2 separate regions of the Ovis aries genome follow, and region 2 is linked to region 1. A link is a contact called in public Hi-C data. All regions are on one chromosome and are shown on one strand. The core of a region is the stretch at or near the end of the contact, and the rest is flanking DNA. Distances in the headings are between cores, read along the strand shown.

Evidence for each region. Hi-C and Micro-C count contacts between places; a contact is called where the count stands out from the background.
Region 2: a contact with region 1 is called in a Hi-C map of liver, with 3 times the contacts expected there. The contact joins the enhancer-like site here to the promoter of PLIN3 in region 1. A contact is called at or near these places in 11 of 16 Hi-C or Micro-C datasets (blood, hypothalamus, liver and 5 more).

Annotation. Positions count from the first base shown.
Region 1 is chr5:17,107,197-17,112,697 of ARS-UI_Ramb_v3.0, reverse strand. It overlaps PLIN3 (perilipin 3), which reads right to left and starts at 2,825. Exons shown (of 7, transcript XM_042250118.1): 1 at 2,761-2,825.
Region 2 is chr5:17,154,972-17,160,472 of ARS-UI_Ramb_v3.0, reverse strand. TICAM1 (TIR domain containing adaptor molecule 1) reads right to left here. Exons shown (of 3, transcript XM_042250120.2): 3 at 3,846-5,501. The coding sequence ends at 4,140. Among named protein-coding and RNA genes, the nearest start is that of TICAM1, 17 kb to the right of the region's middle. Within about 2 kb of position 2,427, at least 23 of the 54 cell types and tissues checked have an H3K27ac peak or open chromatin away from gene starts, as enhancers often do. A contact at or near this core is called in liver and tail adipose tissue, where this site is marked.

The sequences.
Region 1 (5,501 bases), core at 1,576-4,075:
CAGGCTCCTCTGTCCGTGGGATTTCCCAGGCAAGAACACTGGAGTAGGTTGCCATTTCCTTCTCCAGGGGATCTTCCCCACGCAGGGATCAAGTCTCCTGCATTGGCGTGTGGATTCTTTACTGCTGAGTCCCCTGGGAAGCCCCACCTGTATCAGTACTATGGTGCAAAACCCCTGGAGTTGGCAAGTTGTCAGTTACTACTGGGTTTCAAGACATCTTCCCTTTGACCCAGAAACCTCACTTCGGGGACAGTCCCATACTGGTACTGCCACGTGGACAGAGATGTGCGTACCGGTGTTGCTGAAAAGAAGGGCAATAAAGATAGATAACAATGGTAGCCCAGGGCAGTGGCTGAAGACTGTAAAACTCACGCATAATTGACACAGCCCATGTCTGGGAAGATGCCGTGGAAAAGGGAATGGCTACCCTCTCTAGTATTCTTCCCTGGAGAATCCATGGACAGAGGAGCCTGGTGGGCTACAGTCCTTGGGGTCGCAAAAGAGTCGGACACTACTGAGCGACTAACACAAGATATTGATAAGAGACCAAAGGTGTGAGTGGAGCTAAAGTTTTTGCTTATAAATCTTTAAAGAGACACAGGAAGAAAGATCATTGTAGCTGGGGCAAGCCTCTGACTTGTGAGCCAAGTAGATAATACTATCTGTTCAAACAAAAAAATAACATTGAAAAAAAAAGCTAGAGAGACCATGCCTGGCCCCAGTGCAGGTCCGTCATGTCAGTTTCAGGGACATGGGGAAATCAAAAGAGAGGTTCCCTGCGTGAATCTAATGCACATATTTGCAGGCATGACAGCAGCCGCAGGTGCTCCACTTTCCTGGCCAGGTGGAAAAACTAGAGCCTCGTCAGATTACATTTCAGGAGTCCCAGCCCCACCTATGCTGGGCAAGTGGGCAGGGAGCTGATAACCTCATAACCTGATAACCTGATAACCTCAGTCCTCTTATCTGTAAAATGGGGCTAACCCTTCCTTAAGGCTGGTTCTCCAAGTGCTTCTTTTTTTTTTTTTGGTCATACCACATGGCATGTTCCCTGACCAGGGATCAAACCTGTGCCCCACCTGCAGTGGAAGCTCAGAGTCTTAACCACTGGACGGCCAGAGAAGTCCCCTCACAATGAATGACCCCCAGGGTCATTCTAGAAGCCTCTGGTGAACCCCTGACCTCGAGTCTGAGCATTTTCTTCCAGACATTGTGTTTGCCATTCCCGAAGTGGAACCCAGGCTTCTCAGAACCTGGGAAGTAGGTAAAGACCCTGCCTGCCAAGGCAGGAGACATGAGAGAGGAGGGTTCGAACCCTGGGTCGGGAAGATCCCCTGGAGAAGGAAATGGCAGCCCACTCCAGTATTCCTGCCTGGAGAATCCCATGGAGGGAGGAGCCTGACAGGCTACAGTCCATGGGGTCACAAAGAGTTGGACGTGACTGAAGCGACTTAGCGTGCACACACAAGAGTGGAACCCGGCAAACCCATGTTTTGAGAGCACCAGTTCTGGTGTCCAAACTGGGTTCTAATCCCAGCTCTGCAACTTGCTGGCTGTGGGAGCTTAGGAAGGCAACACCCGTTCTTGGAGCCTCACTTCCCACATCTATGAAATGGAGGTAACCATTCCTAGCACAGAGTCCCTGCGGATTGGAGGAGAGATTGCGCGTGCGCACTTAGCTTGGGACCTGGCATGTAGCAGGCGCTCAGGAAACGGATCCATTTCACACCACTCTGTCTTCCACACAGAAACTGGTGAAACCAGCCAGGATTGAGCTTCTGCTTGGTACAAAGGTCCCCCACAGGGGAAGTGGGGAGAGAAGGCACATCCACCCGGGTGATCATCACCTGACTCCTGTTCTCCCCCTCATCCTCCCCAGAGTCTGAGTTCAGCTGGACGGCACACAGGTCCTCCCTCCCATCCGTTTTGTACATCCAGTCCCTCTGGAATCGGTTTAACCAAGGACGGCCATTGCAGATATCACACCCCCCTGCCCCATAAAAGTCCTTGGGGGTCAGCAACCTGCCTGCAGCGGGCCTCAGCTGTGAGAGCAAGAACTGGCTGAAACTGGAGTCACGCAGCTGTCCAACTGCAGCCAGGATATGCTAAGATCCAACTTCCAGAGTTCTCCCGAGAAGGAACCCAAGCCTTGGCTCTGGTTTTACAAACGTCCCAAGGACTCAGATAAAGGGTAGGCCTTCCCACCGCCACTTTGTGCAATCCACTGGCCACACCACTCAGGAAAAGGGGGCGGGATTGGCCCCAGACCCTCCCAGAGTCAGCTGGGGTGCCAGAAGGAGGGCAAGGGAGGGGCCAAGTCCCCAGGCGGCAAAACCATTTGGAGAGGAAGGGGCTTTGCTAGGCAGAGGGATTGCTCCCCTGGTCGGGGTTGGGGGGGAATTTCTACGCGGAATGGGCTACGGCTTGTCTCCAAAGTGCGTCAGCAATGCAGGAGGATGTGGTTTGGGACGGGGAACTTGGACCCCCGCCCCATGCTGCCACTTCTAGGGTGTTCTTTCGTGCACCTCCCCCCCCGCCAAAGTCCTAGATATTGAGAGAAGAAAGTCTGAACGTCGAAGCCTGTTCCAGAAGTTTAATTTCTCTGAGGAGGGAAGAGTGCTCAGTCCAGGCTGACCCCTCTCCAGGCCGCGGAGACAAGCAGAGTCCCCAGGAAGGCCCTCCCTGTCCCTACCTCCCTTAGGGCACCCCAGGACTCAGCGGACCCTGCCCCCACCTCAATCGGGGCCCCTGGCCTCTCACCGCGGTCAGCGGGACGTCCAGGGCACAGCCGCCACTACTTCAAAGCCAGCTCCAAAACCGTCCTGGGCCGGACCAAGACCAGCGTTTATATTTGGGGGCGGGCGCCCGGGAGTGACGGGTCGGAGGACCAATCTTGTTGGGAGCCGCCTGCCGCCAGGCCACGCCCCTCGCCCGGCTTGGGACGTTGGAGCCACAAGTGAAGTCCAGGAAAGGCTGAACTAGGGCGCCCTCCCAACTGTACACCCAGCTGGCAACACCCGTACGACCCCGGAGCCAGCCCAGGAGAGCCCCTTCCCCGTCTGGGACCCTGGGAACTGGGCGATGGGAGATGATCCTAGGGTCCCCTTTCCTTACCCAATCGAGGCTGTGAGAACTCAGAGATCATTGCGTGAGGCCTCCTTCTGTCAGGCGCCACCACTCCATCCCGACCCCTCCGAACAAGGGTGATGGAGCCGGCCCCATCTAGCATTATGAGCAACTTGCCCTGACCTGTATCGTGCCACTCAGTCCTCACAACACTTGGTGTCCCTTTATCACCTCATTTTACAGCTGAGTAAGCCGAGGGAATACCAGACCACCTGACCTGCCTCTTGAGAAATCTGTATGCAGGTCGGGAAGCAACAGTTAGAACTGAACATGGAACAACAGACTGGTTCCAAATAGGAAAAGGAGTACGTCAAGGCTGTCTACTGTCACCCTGCTTATTTAACTTCTATGCAGAGAAACTTCTATCATGAGAAACGCTGGACTGGAAGAAGCACAAGCTTAAATCAAGATTGCTGGGAGAAGTATCAATCACCTCAGATATGCAGATGACACCACCCTCATGGCAGAAAGTGAAGAGGAACTCAAAAGCCTCTTGATGAAAGTGAAAGTGGAGAGTGAAAAAGTTGGCTTAAAGCTCAACATTCAGAAAACTAAGATCATGGCATCTGGTTCCATCACTTCATGGGAAATAGATGGGAAAACAGTGGACACAAGTGTCAGACTTTATTTTGGGGGGCTCCAAAATCACCGTAGATGGTGATTGCAGCCATGAAATTAAAAGACGCTTACTCCTTGGAAGAAAAGTTATGACCAACCTAGACAGCATATTCAAAAGCAGAGACATTACTTTGCCAGCAAAGGTCCATCTAGTCAAGGCTACGGTTTTTCCAGTGGCCATGTATGGATGTGAGAGTTGGACTATAAAGAAAGCCGAGTGCCAAAGAATTGATGCTTTTGAACTGTGGTGTTGGAGAAGACTCTTGAGAGTCCCTTGGACTGCAAGGAGATCCAACCAGTCCACTCTGAAGGAGATCAGCCCTGGGATTTCTTTGGAAGGAATGATGCTAAAGCTGAAACTCCAGTTCTTTGGCCACGTCATGCGAAGAGTTGACTCATTGGAAAAGACTGATGCTGGGAGGGATTGGGGGCAGGAGGAGAAGGGGACGACAGAGGATGAGACGGCTGGATGGCATCACTGACTCAATGGACGTGAGTCCGAGTGAACTCTGGGAGTTGGTGATGGACAGGGAGGCCTGGCGTGCTGCGATTCATGGGGTCGCAGAGTCGGACATGACTGAGTGACTGAACTGAACTGAACTGAATTGAAGCCGAAGCCCAGAAAGCAGGAACCAGGGACAGTGCAGGGGCCAACCCTCTCTGACTCCTGGATCAACTCCCTCCTGAAGGCGCATCATTGGGATTCCCCCACCCCACCACCAGCCCCCCAAATCCTTTATTTTCTTTGCCTATAAACCAAGGTCTCAAACTCAAATGGCCCTAGGAACCAGGCAGAAGGTAAGTGCTTCTGCTAAAAAAAAAAAAAAAAAAAGTGACAGCATGCCTTTTCTCCAGGGAGCAGAATTTTAACCCTGAGGGAGACACTCTAAGGTATTCACAGATCCATGGGGATTCCAGACTTAGACAAAGTGTTCTCCCTCTTAAAAAATTTGACCAAGTGAAAATCAATGGAGCTATGTGGTAGAGTTTTCAGAGATTTTGGGAATGTTCTTGAACTCTGTGCCACCCTGTATAGTGGCCACCAACACCATGTGGCTATTGCACACCAAGAAACTGAACATACATGTTTAAGTAACTACAAGCAACTTGTCAGATTTCTGAGTCTGAATCCCCAGGATGATTAAATCAAGTATATAAAATTATCAAAGAAAAAACTTTCATATTTGTGGCATGCTTTCCCCCCAATCCATTCATTTTCCTAGTCATTCATTCGACAGTTCTTACTGAGCTGCTGTGCTGGGCGAGGGGAGGCCAGGAGCAAAAGGCAGGTCCCAGCCTTGTGGTGCTCACCACCCAGTGGGGAATGGGCCATAAACAAGATAAGTGAGTGCAATGCACAGTGGGTCAGGTGGTGGTAAATGCTACCAAGAAAAGCAAAGGATTGAGAATGTGGGGGTTGCACTTTTTAATAAGGTAGACAGGGGTGGCCTTTTAGAGTGCCATCTGAGTACAGAAAGGATGGAGGAGAGGAGGGAGCCACAGAGAAATCTGGGGAGATCTCTGATGATAGAAACAGCCCATGCAAAGGCCCTGAGACTGGACCATGCCTAGCCACTTGGTTGTTATTGTTCAGTTGCTCAATCATGCCTGAATCTTTGTCACCCCATGGACTGCAGCATGCCAGGCTTCCCTGTCCTTCACTATCTCCCAGAGTTAGCTCAAACTCGTGTCCATTGAGTCAGTGATGCCACCCAACAGTCTCATCCTCTGTGGCCCCCTCCTCCTCTTGCCTTCAG
Region 2 (5,501 bases), core at 1,178-3,677, 48 kb before region 1:
TGGTCTCTGAGCCGGAGGTCGCCACCAGGGGGCGCTGGAGCAGCAGGAATCGTGGCCTCCTGTGAAGTTGACCGTTCCTACAGGGTCTCTCCTCCAGGCCTTTGCCAGTGCTGTGCCCAACCCCAGGGACACTTTTGCCCACCAGTGGTTCATTCTGACATAAGCCTCTGGTGTCAGCTGACTTCCTCCTTCCAGAAGGTCCTCTTAATCCCCCCCTAGGCTGGTCAAGGATCCCCTTTGAGCCCCCTACACTTTGTCACAGTCCTGACCACCCTGTAACTCTGTCTCTGAAACTGCTCCATGACCCCTGGGAGGACAGCACAGAGGTGTCTCAGGTCACCTAAGGGGGTGACCACTCAGTCAGCCCTGTGTCCAAGGGCCTGCACATTGTAGCAGCTCAATAAATGTCGGTTGGCTAAATGGATGGAAGAACCCACATCCTCTCCACTTACTGCCCAGTAAGCTCCATGGGGGCAGGGACCAGGCCTGTGACCACAGTGCTCAGCAGGATCTGCCCACAGTACGTGCTCACCAACTGTCAGTCAAAAGGATTCACTTTACTGAACAGTTACTGTGTGCCATGGTCTGCGGTGGGTTCTGAAAATGCTGCAGTGACCAAGACAGATCAGCCCCAAGCTCCCTCAGGGTGGGCAGGCTGTAGTGGAGAAGCCAGAAATTAGCAAGTAATGAAGTGAACAGGAATAGTTCAAAGAATTTTTTGAAATCAAGGCCATAAATTCACAAGCTGCTAAAATCCAGTAGAGAGACACCTGGCTCCTTATCCTGCCCCCAAAGACTGCTTGTGAGCTGTATGACCTTAGATAAATGACGCCACCCCTCCTGACCTCAGTTTCCTCATCTGTAAACTGGGAACACTGTTTCTAGTTCCCATGGCCATTGAGAGAATGAAGTGAGTGCAGGCCTGCAAGCTCGGTCACTCAGTCATGTCCAATTCTTTGCCACCCCATGGACCTAGCCTGCCAGTTTCCTCTGTCCATGGAATTTTCCAGGTAAGAAGACTGGAGCAGGTTGCCATTTCCTCCTCTAGGGGATCTTCCCGACCCAGAGATCAAACTCATGTCTCCTGCATTGGCAGGCAGATTCTACACCACTGAGCCACCTGGGGTGCCATCCACTACGTGAAGCCCTCAGCTCAGGGCTTTCAAAACGATCATCTTTTAAATACATTTGGGTTGATGCAGTGATGTACCTACCAGAGTTCCAGACCGAAGCTTGCCAGGTCCATGGCACAAGTGAGAAAGATGCAGCCCAGAAAAGGGCTGTGACTTGTGACTCACAACATTTCAGGGACGAAATAAAAGCTCACGTTCTGAATGTGCCCTCTTCTCCCTCCACCGGGGTCTAGCCCCCAGCCTCACTGGCCTGGACTCGCAGCTTCTGCCTCGCTCTCCAGTCTGCCCTCCCTGCAGCAGCCACCAGAGGGCGCATGTGAGCACCTGAGTCAGACTCCGCCCCTCTTTTGCCCATAGCCCTCCAGGGCTCGCAACTCCCTGAGAGCAAAAACCGAAGTCCTCCTGCAGCCCACAAAGCCCTGCACGACCTGCCTGCGCCCTCTCTCCCGGACCTCCTCCCTCTCTCCCCCTCACCTACTCTGTCTGTCTTTGCTGTTCATGCAACGGTATGTGCGGTCCTGCCCCAGGGTCTTTGCACAGCCTGTTTCCTCTGCCCCAAAGATCACCTTCCTTTCCAAGTTCTTCCCATGATGACCAGCTCCTTTTCTTTCTCTAGATATTGGCTGTAATGCAACCTCCTCAGAGAAGCCCTTCCTGGCTATCTGGGCCAAAGTTCTTCCTCGTGAGGCACTACCATTAGGTGCCCTGTTTATTTCCTCGGAAGTCTCCTCACTTACTGAAACTACCTCACTTCCTCATCTGATGACTCATTCGCTGCTCCCTCCCCTCCACCTCCGCCTGCAATTGAAAATAGACTAGGGACGGTTCACATTTGCCCCTACTGCACCCCAATATCTGGGATGATTCTGGCACACAGCAGGAGCTCAATAAATATTGGTCAACTGGAAAAATGGCAAGTGTCTGATGAACTGTGGCAGACCCTAGCCTCAGTCATCAGAAACTTTCTGTTTGGGAATTCCCTGGTGGCCCAGTGGTTGGGACTCAGCGTTTTCACTGGGGTCAACCAGGTTCAGTTGTTGGTCAGGGAACTAAGATCCTGTAAGACGCGCTGCAGGGTCAAAAAGAATAGAAAAAAAGGGAAACCATCTGTTCCCTTGACCCCCACCCCAACCAAAAACCTAATCTTTCCAGATTTCACTTCACTGGGGGAAGGCCGGTTCAGGAGCAGATCCTTGACAAAATCTGAGTCAGCTACTAAAATAGCAAACGGTGCGTGACAGCCTGGGTGACTCACACCAGGCCCGCCCTTTGGGGTGGCTGGTGGAAGAAAGGGCATGCTAAGGCAGAGTTCAAATCCTGCTGTTGGGCCAGAGAAGGCCTACACACCTGACCCACATACACCCTTCCTGGGCTGATCTCTTTTCCTCCCTCAGAAATCCGACCACGGCATTGCAATCTCCCCATTTACAATCAGTGTGGCTTTGGGGCCAGAATTCACCTCTCTCAGCCTTGGTTTTCCCCATCTGCAAAATGGGACCAGTAACAGAATCTTTTACTCCCGGGGGAGGGTCTTTTTTTTTTTTTTTTTTGCTGCACCCCAGAGCATGTGGGATCTTATTTCCCTGACCAGGGATGGAAACCACATCCCCTCCAGTGGACTTTGGAGTCTTAACCACTGGACCACCAGGAAAAGTCCCAGGGAGGTCATTTTTGAGGATTAGAATGTTTACATATGTAAAGCCTCCAGAATGGATAAATAGTAAGTGCTCAACAAACGTTAATTCTATTCTTATTCTCAGAAGAGAATGCTGCTGCTGCTGCTAAGTCGCTTCAGTCGTGTCCGACTCTGTGCGACCCCATAGATGGCAGCCCACCAGGCTCCCCCGTCCCTGGGATTCTCCAGGCAAGAACACTGGAGTGGGGTGCCATTTCCTTCTCCAATGCATGAAAGTGAAAAGTGAAAGTGAAGTTGCTCAGTTGTGTCTGACCCTCAGCGACCCCATGGAGTGCAGCCCACCAGGCTCTTCCATCCATGGGATTTTCCAGGCAAGAGTAAGAGTGGGGTGCCATTGCCTTCTCCTCAAAAGAGAATAAGAGACCCTTAAAAAGATTAATCCCCTTCATACCAGACACGAAGTTAACAAGCACTTACACTGTCCCTGGTATTTCAGTGCAATTGCCCACAATCCGCTGATGACCTTGGAACGATGGCCTCGTAAACCCATTTCACAGGTGAGAAAGCAGAGGCTCAAGAGAGGTGAAGGCACTTGTATAAGAATACACAGTGTGATCTGAGTCCAGCCTTCAAGGTAAGAGCATCAATGCAGAACCCTTCTTCCCCAAAAAAGGGCTGCAACAGAAACAGCTATATGTACTCTCAATGTGTTTTCTCTCCACCTTCTCTAGAATTAGAACCAACACTTTTGGCAAAGCACATGGCCTGTGAGAAGATTATATTTCCCAGCTTCCCTTGCACCTGGGGGTAGTCCAGGGGACTACATCCTGACCAATGAAGTGAAACCAAAATTTCAGCTCCTGTTCCTTTTATGGCAATAATAGCCACCTGTTTTTTTGTTTTGCTTTTGGCCACACAGCATGGCATGTGGGATCTCAGTTCGCTGACAAGGTATGGAACCCGTGCCCCCTGCATTGGAAGCGGAGAGTCTTAACCACTGGGCCACCAGGGAAGTCCCACTAGCCACGTTTTTATCTTGACAAATGGCAAGGAGCAGGCCTTCCTGAGTACAATGGTGCTATCAAAGCATTCAATAAATATTTATTACAATTGAAACACCATACCCATACCCCCAGCTCATTCCCCATCACTACCATCTAGAGAGAGGGCAAGAGAGAGAATTTATAAACTCATATCCAGTTCTGGCCACCTCCAGGGCCAGAAAGTCATGGGGCCCATTTTGCCCTATTTCCTGAGATGGAAGTTCTCCCCTGCAGTGTCCTAAAAGTAGCAAACAACCCCGTGCTCCACCGCCCCCTAGAGATGAAGGGGAGTGGTTAAAGCCGAGGCCATCGGATCCAGTCACTTGGTCATTCCGTTTCCCTCGTCTGGTCCTCGGGTGCCTGGGTCCCTCTCTGATTCCACATGTGGTTGTTGACCCCCAGCTGTACCATCTGCGCATGGTGTATGATGAGGGGCTGGAGCCCAGGGCTCCGAGGACGCGCAGGTGGTGCTTGTGAGAAGTCCGGGGGCTGTGGGAAGGCCGGTGGGGCTTGCTGGAAGGCCGGTGGGGGTTGCGGAAAGGTCGGCGGGGGTTGCGGGAAGGTCAGTGGGGGTTGCGGGAAGGTTGGCGGGGGTTGCGGGAAGGTCGGCGGGGGTTGCGGGAAGGTCGGCGGGGGTGTGCCCCCCAGCCAAGGAGGTAGGGGCGGTGGCTGATGACCCGGCAGGGTGGGAAAGGGTGATGGTGGGGTTCCCAGGGACCCCTGTCCCCCAAAGGGCAGCTGAGTTCCAAATGGCATGTAGTTCGCCAAAGCAACCTGGAGCTTCTCCACCTGCGTCTGGTAGGCCAGGTAGCTATGGACATAAGCCGACCACGCCGCGCCCCACGCCGCTGCGTGCTGCCGTTCACTTTCCAGCTGTTGGCTCTGTTCCCGAAGTGCCCGGGCATCCTGTTCCTTCCTCCACTTGGCCTTGCGGGCCCGCAGCATCTGGGGCTTGAAGGTGTTGGTCACCTTCCTGGCGAAGATCTTGGAGTGCTCGTCCAGCAACACCAGGCCGGTAAGCAGGCTAGACGTGCTGGGGCTGAGCTGGGCCAGGGAACTCTCCAGGGGCAGGAAGGGAATCACGCAGTCCTGCCATCCCTGGCGCGTGAGGCTGCTCATCAGAGACTGGTTCGTCTGATGCTGGCTCAGGCGGCAGTCGAAGTTGGCGGTGAGCAGCAGGATGATGAATGCCGAGTGGTCCAGAGCGTCCTGCAGGCAGTGCAGCTCGCCACGCCCGGGCACCTGGAAATCCTCGCAGAACGTGGCCCCATCGCGCACGCCCAGCGCCTCCAGCCTCTCGCGCACGCGCAATGCGATGTGCTCGTCTGCACTGGCGTGGAGCACCACAAAGTTATAGAATTTCTGCTCGGACTCCAGCTCCGGAGTAGGGGGCTCTGGGTTCCAGACGGTCGGGTGAGCCTTAGGAGAGGTCGAGTGAGCCGTAGCAGGGGTCGGGTGAGCCGTAGGAGGGGTCGGGTGAGCCGTAGGAGGGGTCGGGTGAGCCGTAGGAGGGGTCGATGGGGAAGGAAAGGGAGACGTTGATGGGGAAGGAAAAGATGGGGATGTTTGGGGCACAGAAGGAGTTGGTGGGCGTGGCTGAGCCGACAGGTAAGCGGTGTCTTCCTCTGAAAGTTGGACTGGCGTCTGATCTGTGACTAGGCAGGCGTTTTTGGAAGGCGAGGGGAGAGA